3 separate regions of the Zea mays genome follow, and regions 2 and 3 are each linked to region 1. A link is a contact called in public Hi-C data. All regions are on one chromosome and are shown on one strand. The core of a region is the stretch at or near the end of the contact, and the rest is flanking DNA. Distances in the headings are between cores, read along the strand shown.

Region 1 (3,122 bases), core at 434-2,933:
GAATTTAAAACTCATGGATTTGTAGGTATAGGTAGTGCAAGAATAAATTTATGTACATACACATTGGTTTTTTTTGAAGCTATTAATAAACATATGGATAAAGAAAATAGTTGAAACCTATGCAGCAAAATCTCATCAGGTCTAGAGTGGTTACCCATCGCAAATCTCTACTTGCTGGTAAGCTGACTTGCACTAGATATATAGCCAGAAGGTTGCAAATTAAGAAGCTTCTCGCTTAGCTGTTTAGTGTGTACAACAAGTCCACCAGCTAGTCAGTCAAGCAGGGCCTTTTGCTGTTTAACCGTGTTGGCAAGTGTGCATTATATTATTGCTGTCTCAGCATCATCTGTTTACTTCGTTTGTCAGTTTCCACCAGCTACTCGACTTCTTCATCGCAGATATAAAGTCATAAACAAACGTGCCACAGATCTTACAAAAAAAAGTTCCGATTATTGTTGTCATCAAACTTCAAAAGACTCGATCAAAACAGATTTTCAACTCACACGAGACACGAACAATTCAACCACACCGAAGAACGCATACGATCCAGTAGTGGATGTAAACGTACGTAACAGTAGCTCAACACACGAACCGAACAAAGCCACACCACGAACATCTGTCTGTCAGATCATATTATCCAGCTCGGCCTCAGGGACAGGGACGAGATGGTCGGCCGGCACCGGCGCCCGCGCCTGCGGCGGCGCCGGCGCCGGGTCTAGGAGGCGCAGGTACTGCTTGATGCTGTGGAAGCGCAATGGCTCGAGCAAGGTAAGGAACGGCAGGGGGAAGCGCCCTGACCCGCCTGAGCTAAGCAGGCGAACGTTGGTGCCGGCGTCCGCGTACCCGAAGAAAGTCGGCGGCAGCGTGGGCACGACGTCGCGGTCGACGATGACGCGCTGCACGGACACGTGGCGCTGCCCGGCCACGAGCTCGTCGCAGAACGCCTGGTTGCCGACGCGGGGGGCCGCGAACGTCACGGCTCTGACGGCGGCCACCACCCCGAGCGCCGCCGCGGGGGCGGCGGCGTCCCACGCGGCCAGCAGGGCCAGCGCGCCGCCGAGGCTGTGCCCGGTGGCCGTGACGCGGATCTTCTCGCCGGGGTGCCTGCTCCTCACGTACGTCACCAGCCGGGTCAGCTCGGCCAGCACCTGGGTGCGCGCGCTGGTCCGCATGGCGCAGGCCTCGCAGCTGGACGTGTACAGGCTCTCGAAGCCCCTCTCCACCCGCACTGTCCCGGCCTGCTGCTCGCCGTGGATCGGAACGAGGACCGCCTGCAGGTCCTTGAGCAGCTCGTCCAGCGCCGACGTGCCGCGCCACACGACCGCGATGTCGCGGTACCCGACGCGGTCGCGCTCGGCGTCGGTCGCGAGGGCCACGTATCCGATCCAGTGCTGCTCGTGCTGGCAACCGTCGTCGTCGTTTCCCTCGTTCACGCCGTCGCCGGCCAAGATGTTGACGGTGGCGTAGATGAACGAGGTGGCCACGTAGCCGCTGCCGCCGAGGCCGACGGCGGGCAGCATGTCGGCCAGGGAGTAGCGGCAGGTGCCATTGTGGTCGTCGTAGGCGGCGTAGGCGGCCTGCGCGAGCTTGCAGTAGTTGAAGACCTGGCCTTCGTCTGCGGCCATGGTGTGTGGCTTCGTCTACACACTCTACACTAGCTAGCTAGGGCAACAACTTCCTCTTGTTCTATTGGCGCGTTATCACCATGATACACCTAAACACGTATTTATAGCCGCTTGGCCCTTGCAACTGTATGTATATTGTCGCAGCGACACAGCCCATGACTAGCTACATGGTTGAGATTCATTATATTATATACTCGTAAAAATGGCCGTATGTTGCTACAATTTTCATTTATGTTTAATTATAGAGTATAAAGTACAAAGACATGTATTCTGTTAGTTAGGTGGGTGTGAACGTGAGTTTAGAGCCAATGAACAATGGTTTAAATCTCTATTTATGTAGTATAATTTTAATTATTTTATCATTTAAATGTGTGGGAGCACAACGATGGTAGAAGCCGTGTAACCGTAAAAATAATTGGTGCTTTATACAGTAGAAGATATATGCTATGAAAATTCTCAACCTCATCCAATTCAAAATGTGCGTGTAGGCATTAGACAAACAATTAAAACTGTACTAACCACTAACCCACATATATAAGTAGTAAATGAGATGACACATGCATACACACATTTTGTTCGGATGAAGCCTTTGATATGGTCGTACAAAAAATATGAAACATCCACTTGTTGGCAACACGATGACTAAATGTGCTAATAATGTGCATGGCAGATGGACCTTAGCTTGACTAATACAAAAGCGCGTGACGTACTGCACGCGCGGTGACAAAAATTCATACCCCGGATGTAATTTCCCCCCTACTTTGCATATGGTGTAAGAGCTTCTTGATAGATTGTTTTTGCAGAATTCATATCCTTTCACCCACCACCCTCGTACGGCCATGTTCGGTTATTCTCATCATAGATTGGATATGAGATTAAAAAACTGAGAAAGATTTTGATTTGTTAATTAGGGATTTAAACACACACTCGATGCTTTCCAATCTGCACATGGATTGATATGTATTTATAGCCTCTTGGCCCTTGGTACTGTAGTATGTATATCGCAGCCCAGTGCAAGCTCCATCGACGAGATACTTTATATATATCCGATGGAAATTCTCAACTGGTTCCAGTTTAAAATGTGTGTAGGCATTAGACAAACACTTAAGACTGTAACCCACTAATTAACTCTCACTAGTCTAATACATTGCGACGGTACCCAACCAGATATTGATTGGACGAGCAAGCGGCACTTGAGAGTTTAATGGACCATCCACATAAAAATACCCATAATAAATGAATTTAATGTCAAAGTGAACATATTGTTTATATACCAGATATTGAACTGGTGAAACAAATATTACACTTGATCTCAGCCAAAAGACCGAAAAAATGAGTTGAAAAGAAGCCCCTATATTCGAATTAAATTATAGCCAATGTTTTGGCTTAGGACTTGGAGCGAGAAGATGGTGTAGATCTGATGCCCTGACCAAAATCATCATTGAGATTTCATAGGTAACATATGTAAATTCATTTATGGTAAAGGCTTAACAATTT
Region 2 (3,122 bases), core at 302-2,801, 360 kb before region 1:
CGAAATCCAAAGCAGTGAGCATGCATTAAACTCTGATTTCAGCCCCACAGTCGGAACTGCCAGCACAAAACTTTTCTTTCAGTGACAAACATACTGTGGAAGGACTTACTGAAAGAAATGCAAATAATGGAAAGATGGTTTGTTGCTGATTATCTGGTGGCGCAAAATGCAACTGATTGCTTGATCTATGTTTGCAACACATACATAATGAAATATTCTCTACAGTAATTCACACCACAGAAAGTTGTGGCATGTGTTCCGAATACAGCACACTATGCACTACTCTAGTGCTAGGGCGAAAAAATATGGCACGACTTTGGATGAATCAAGCATACCTGAAACACTGTGAACAACAGATGTCATGATTCCTTCCTTTGCAAGGCAAAGCACGACCAGGAGCAAGCACGGAGAAAAGCCACGCTAACTGCAACTACTCATGCAATGAAGCCACACTTAAACTGTCCTGAACACAAGCACAGAGCTCTGTTAGCAACCTGCAACCTATGGACTAAGCGCGCCAAGAAATTTTGTGAACCTAAGTGTGAGGAATCTTAGAGACCACAGAAGTTGCTTTTTTCAACAATATAAACCGGAGGCTAAACCTCTTACGGCAAGAAATTGATGGGGAATAATTCAAATGGGTGTAGGTGAGAAATATAAATACTCCAAGTGAATTGCCTGTGCGCAAGAAAAAGGCTGGCAGAGGAACCTGCGCCAGCGGCTAATTCTGCAAACAGCAAGGCGTACACTCTACACCTTCCTACCACCCGAGTAGCAAGTAGCTCGGCTGGCGTGACAATGCACGGCTATGCACAAAATACACACTCTACAAACTTCCTGGCACCCAAGTAGCTCGGCAGGCTTAACAATCTACAGCTACGTACAATATTCACGCCCGGGTTCGCAGCTGAGTGAACCGCCCTCGGTTACTGTGCGAATTCGAACCGTCTGTTCCGCTCGTGAAATTCGTGCGTCCAAACAGGCCGCCGCCGCAGCAGCAACATACGACGAGAATTCCTAGACGGGAGGACGCCAGGGACGGAGTCCGTGGGTGTCGAACGGAACCCTAAAGTTTCCGGGAGACAACCCGCGACGCCGCCGCGCGTCGGCGGCGGACTGGACGAGCCGACTCGAATTGCGGCGGAATTGTGTCGGGCAGGTGCGGCAGAGGGAGACAGAACCCACGGAGAAGTGCACGGGGGAGAGGGAATTCTCCGGATTGGACGGGCAAAAGCGCAGGGAACCTACACGCAGCACAGAGGGAGGCGCCGAGGATTCGGGGGCACAACCAACACTCACCGACGTGGGGAGGAGGAGCGAGCGCGCTCGGACCCGGGCGGCCGGACGAGGGCTGCGCGCGGAGGGAGCGGGAGGCGGCGGCGGCGGGCGGGGTCGTCTGGGGCGTGGCCGGCGGCGTGGCGATGGGGGCCGACGGGGCTTTGGGCCTCAAATTTGGGAGCCGGCTTGGAGGGGGAGGAACCAGGACCCGTCTGGGTGGTGGGGCCCACCGCTGGTGACCTGTATCAGAGTGGTCGCGTGGACCTGGATGCATCGCAGCCACAGATTTCTAGCGCCAATTTTTATAGACTTTATTTTTATTAATCTCCCTCATCTCTTTATTTGCTCCAGTTATTAGAAATTACAACGTGGTAAGACTTGTTTTAAAATTTTTCTATATATATTTACATCCTTGTTAGTTAGTAACTATCGCGAGTAGACTTCTCTTCTATAACTTTATTATAGTTAATTTAATAACCTCATCCTCATAGACAGTAAAATTCCGTTGTCGCGGTGGCGTACTGTGAAGGAAGAATCGCTTGGATTGGATCCTCTGCGGCACTCCACCACAGATGCTTCTAGTACCACCGTGCAAGTTCCACGTACGTACGTCCACAGTTTCTTGGCTAAGAACTTTTTTTTTTTGCAAATTTCCTGTGGCTGGTTTTGTTGCTTTGGAGTATGTTTGATTTTCTGTCTAACTTATCACACTTTACCTAACTTTTCTGTCTAAGGTTAGATTTTCAATTCGGATGACTAATCTTAGTTAGAGTGTGACAAAGTTAGCCACGAACCAAACAGGGTCCAGGTCTATCAGATTCTTTTAGGCCGTTTGGTGTGTTCCAAGATTCGTGTTGAGACGTGATCCTCAGAACGCGCCAGCACCATGAACTACATATGACTGGGCTCTGGACTGGAGCTTGCGGGTGGCCGAGGATGACAGAGCGGACGGCGGGTGAGGCCGAGGCGGCGGCGGGCTGGAGCCTGGAGCGGCGCCGTCGGGACCCGGCGGCGAGCGGCGCTGGGACAGACCCGAGGAAACAGTGGAACCTGCAGCAGACAGTGCAACCTCACTCGAAACTGAAACGATCTCATGTTTTTGTTGTGTATCTGAGATCAACGCTAGGGTGCGTAGACGACAGTTACCTGATGTGGGAGTAGATGGTTAGTAAACTGATGGCCAGATAAATTCTAGGTAGAACATGATAAGATGTCAAGTTATGATAAATTTTAAGGGCTTGTTTGGTTAGATCTAGATTAGGAAGGATTAGAGATGATTAAATTTACTTCTAGTCAAAATTAAATAGAAATAGATTTAATCATCTCTAATCTTCTTCTAGATTGAATAAACTCTAAGGCGTCGTTCGTTTCGGCCGGAACGGCCTATTCCCGGCCTCTTTCCAGGCGGGATGAATTAACCCGGCTTAAAATCCAGCCCAGTCTGTTAGAGCCGTTCGTTTTAATCTGGACTAGAAACAGACCCACCTGATTTGAATTCTCTTCGCTCAATTCTTGGTCTAGAACGAGTCCTGATGAGCTACCTCCCGAATTAGTTCTTGGTCTAGTGACTAGGAATTAGTGACAACATATGTATCACTTGATCCTGGGCTGCTTTCGATCCTAGCCTGGTTTGGACGCTGGCATGTCGAACGGGGCCTAACGGGGAAGGGGTGAAGCATATCAAGAAACATGGTACCACACGTAGTCCTGCAAGTTTGGGTTGTGCTTACTGGGCTAGCACGAGCCCGACACGAAATGGAAGGCACGTAGCCCGGCCTAGCACGAATTAAAAAAAACCGGGCTAGCACGACACGTTAGACGGGCTGGGCCGTGCTTCGGCTGGT
Region 3 (3,122 bases), core at 438-2,937, 340 kb after region 1:
AGGAACAGCAGTGCAAGAAGTAAATAGCAGAAGGAAAACAAGAGGTATTAATACAAAACAGGCAGGAAGCGTCTAATATAGAGAAGAGTAAAATTCAGACGTTGGCTATCCTCTCTTCCATGCAGCTCATTCCCTTCACTCAGATTGGCATGCCTTTTGGCACGATCTGGTCCTTTATCCACATGTAAATAGGCACCAGAACATAGTAGGCAGCACATATCGTTCCTACGAGGAAGCGGAAGAGGAAGGTGATCGGATTCACTGGCTTGCTGACATCCTCCGCCTTGGGACCAAGCTGCATAGGAAATAAAACGGAGAACTCATACCAAAGCCATTGAATGCCTACCTACTTGCAGGAAAATGAACAATCTAGAGTCTTAACGAGATGTGCCAGAACCAGAAGCGCCACCTCTTTCCATTGTTATTAGCAAAATGAAAAGGAAAAGGTACCTCCAAGGGAGAGTCACCGCGCTCTCTCTTGACGCCTGTGACGGAGCAGCCCATGATGAGGCCATGCCTTCGGACACCGCGGTACCACTTCGGTCCAATCCTCTTCAGCTTGACATCCCTAAACCCAGCCTTCTTGAACCACTCGATGTACTCTTCCTCCTTGGGGAAGAGCATCCACATGTCGGCGAAGAAGCGGGACAGCCAGAAGGTCGGGTAGACCGGGCCGATCACACAAGCTAGCCCACCAAATCTCAGGACCCTGTAGGCTTCCTTGATCCCCCGCTGTGGGTCTGGCCAGTACTCGATGCTGCAAAGCACCATGACAGGGCAGGAAAATCAGCAATCCGTACTTGGGTAGCTCAGCTGTCATACTAATGGCTTGTTTGGGAGCAAGGGGATGATTAATTCCCTTTAATCCCCTTCTTCCAAACAGGCCCTAATGGAATGTGCAATCATCGCAGCACCGCTTATTTGGAACATATTCACAATACGCACAGGATGGTATACACGGACAGTAGCGAATCGAGCGGCAGGGGAGGACGAGAAGAGACCTGCCGGCGGAGATGTATCGGTCGAAGGAGTCGGTGGGGAACGGGAGGTCCTCGGCGTCGCCCTCCATGATGGTGACCCCCTTGAGGGCCTCCTTCTGCCGGGCCTTGTCGAGCTGGTGCGGGGACTGGTCGAGCAGCGTGACGTTCTCCGGGTTGACGTGCTTGACGATGCCGAGCGTGGTGAACCCCGTGCCGCCGCCGACGTCGACGACCGTGAGGTGGCGGCTGAAGAGGTCGGCAGGTTCCAGCGCGTCGTCGCGCATGTCCTCGGTCCAGTGGCCCGGATTGATGACGTGGTCGTACACGATGGAGAGGAAGCGGTAGAACCAGAAGGCCTCCTTCTTGTGCTGGATGAAGCGCGGCGCCGTGGCGGGCCGCGCCGCCGCGGGGGACGACGACGCCGCGCATCGCAGCCTGGCGCCCACCGCGACGGGGCTGCTCATCCGCCTGGCGAGGGCGAGGGGGCGGGGGAGGCCGGCGGCCTTGGAGGGGCCGAGGAAGCCCAGCCCCGCGGGACCGCGGACCCTGCATCTACCCTGCGCGAGCGCCCGCGCGCCTCCGCCCGGCGCGTAGGTGGAGGCCATCGCCATTGCCGCCGCCCGCGCTGCGAAGATGAGGAGGGGGGATGCGACGAGGAGAGTGAGGCCACGCTCCTGGGACTGGAAGGGAGAGAGGATGTGTGGTGGCTGGTGGGCGTATTGGATGGATGGGCTGCGGCGCTGCGCGGTGCCGTCCTCTCCTTCTCACACACACGGCCCGCGCCTGCCCTACTGGCCGTGCCGCGTGTCGGCGTGTGTGCGCGCGCGTGCGCGCGGCATGTGGGCCAGGGACCGGCCTGCTTGGATGAACGGCAAATTTTTTTTGGAAGCCCAAGGTAGAGATTGGAAGTCAGAACTTCTTTTAGGGGTGTTTGGTTACACCCCGCTAAAATTTAGTCTCTGTCCCATCGAATGTTTGAACCTCCGTTCCGGATATTAAATGTAGTCGGATTATAAAACTAATTTGTCAGCCAAAGATTAAAAGACGAGACGAATCTAGTCCAGTTGGTTGGGTCTATATTTCATACTCATATTTAAAAGTCAAACGTTTGATGTGACCCGGGCTAAACTTTAGCAGGAGCAACCAAACACCCCCTTACGAAAAAAGAGTAGTAGTTTTTCTTAAAGAAACCTCTGCTGATACTCAGGAATCAGGCCTAGACCATGAATCGTTTCACTTTTAGTCAAACATTATTAACTTTGACCACATTTATATAAAAATATTAATATTTATAGTACATAATTAATATCGTTAGATAGATTTTTGAATTTATTTTTATAGTAAAGTTATTTGAAGATATAAATATTACTAATATATTTTATAAATCTAGTCAAACTTAAAAAGTTTGAGCGACAAACATTGGTGAACCTAGAGTAGGAGTCATCTGCGTGCTCTTCACAAGCAAGAGTCTTGGAGATCGTGTGGCTCGGTCTGGCGCCACGAACATGCTCAATCGACTTTCCTCTTACGGTATACTACAATACATGACCCGGGCGCGACCGAGGGAAAAAAAATCGCATGCTCAGTTCGACTGGTGGGCATGCATCCAGTGCAGTGTAGCTTCCAATTGACAAGATTACAAGAACATTCGACTACCTTTACCAGGGAGATGGCCATTAATTTGCCGGGGCACTGAACCAGCTACTAGCAAGTGGCTACTCTCTCTCTTTTCTTTTCTTTTTCTCTTTTTTATTCAGAGATTCACGTATAAACTAGCGAAACGTAAAATGATGCACCAAATAGGCTCGCCTTTTTAGTCAGTTTGCACTTTCTTCACAAGTGGGAATGGATGTTACATCAGCCAGAAAGCCTGGCGCGGTTCGCTGAGTATGGCATATTTTCCTGATATACAGCGAAGAGTAGAAGACTGTCAGTGAACCGACAAACATCATATGCATGGTACGCTGGATAGTGAACTGTTAGACCAACGGACCATGATAATGAACAAAGCAATGTGACCTATCGCTATATAGTCAAAACAAAGGCAGTGACGTGTACCTTTCACGGCTACAGATCAATGTAGACACGCAAGCCATCACGAGCTAACTGCACGTCAATCCCCTCCCTGCGTTTCCAAATTAC

What was found. A called contact is a pair of places that touch in the nucleus more often than the background predicts.
Region 2: a Hi-C map of ear shows a contact between it and region 1, with 2.8 times the contacts expected there. The contact joins the promoter of LOC100284857 here to the promoter of LOC100273941 in region 1. A contact is called at or near these places in 2 of 25 Hi-C or Micro-C datasets (ear and tassel).
Region 3: a contact with region 1 is called in a Hi-C map of ear, with 4 times the contacts expected there. The contact joins the promoter of LOC100284931 here to the promoter of LOC100273941 in region 1. A contact is called at or near these places in 2 of 25 Hi-C or Micro-C datasets (ear and tassel).

The regions. Positions count from the first base shown.
Region 1 is chr1:177,764,298-177,767,419 of Zm-B73-REFERENCE-NAM-5.0, forward strand. It overlaps LOC100273941, which reads right to left and starts at 1,684. Exons shown (of 1, transcript NM_001148332.1): 1 at 306-1,684. The coding sequence starts at 1,625. The coding sequence ends at 624. LOC111590625 (U2 spliceosomal RNA) reads right to left here and starts at 2,961; the gene lies at 2,774-2,961.
Region 2 is chr1:177,400,158-177,403,279 of Zm-B73-REFERENCE-NAM-5.0, forward strand. It overlaps LOC100284857, which reads right to left and starts at 1,552. Exons shown (of 5, transcript NM_001413141.1): 1 at 1,300-1,552; 2 at 336-463. The coding sequence starts at 363.
Region 3 is chr1:178,102,763-178,105,884 of Zm-B73-REFERENCE-NAM-5.0, forward strand. LOC100284931 reads right to left here and starts at 1,688. Exons shown (of 3, transcript NM_001372149.1): 1 at 1,002-1,688; 2 at 451-757; 3 at 1-295. The coding sequence starts at 1,591. The coding sequence ends at 140. It overlaps LOC100273038 (hydrolase-like protein), which reads right to left. Exons shown (of 10, transcript NM_001147487.1): 9 at 3,039-3,105; 10 at 2,348-2,882. The coding sequence ends at 3,048.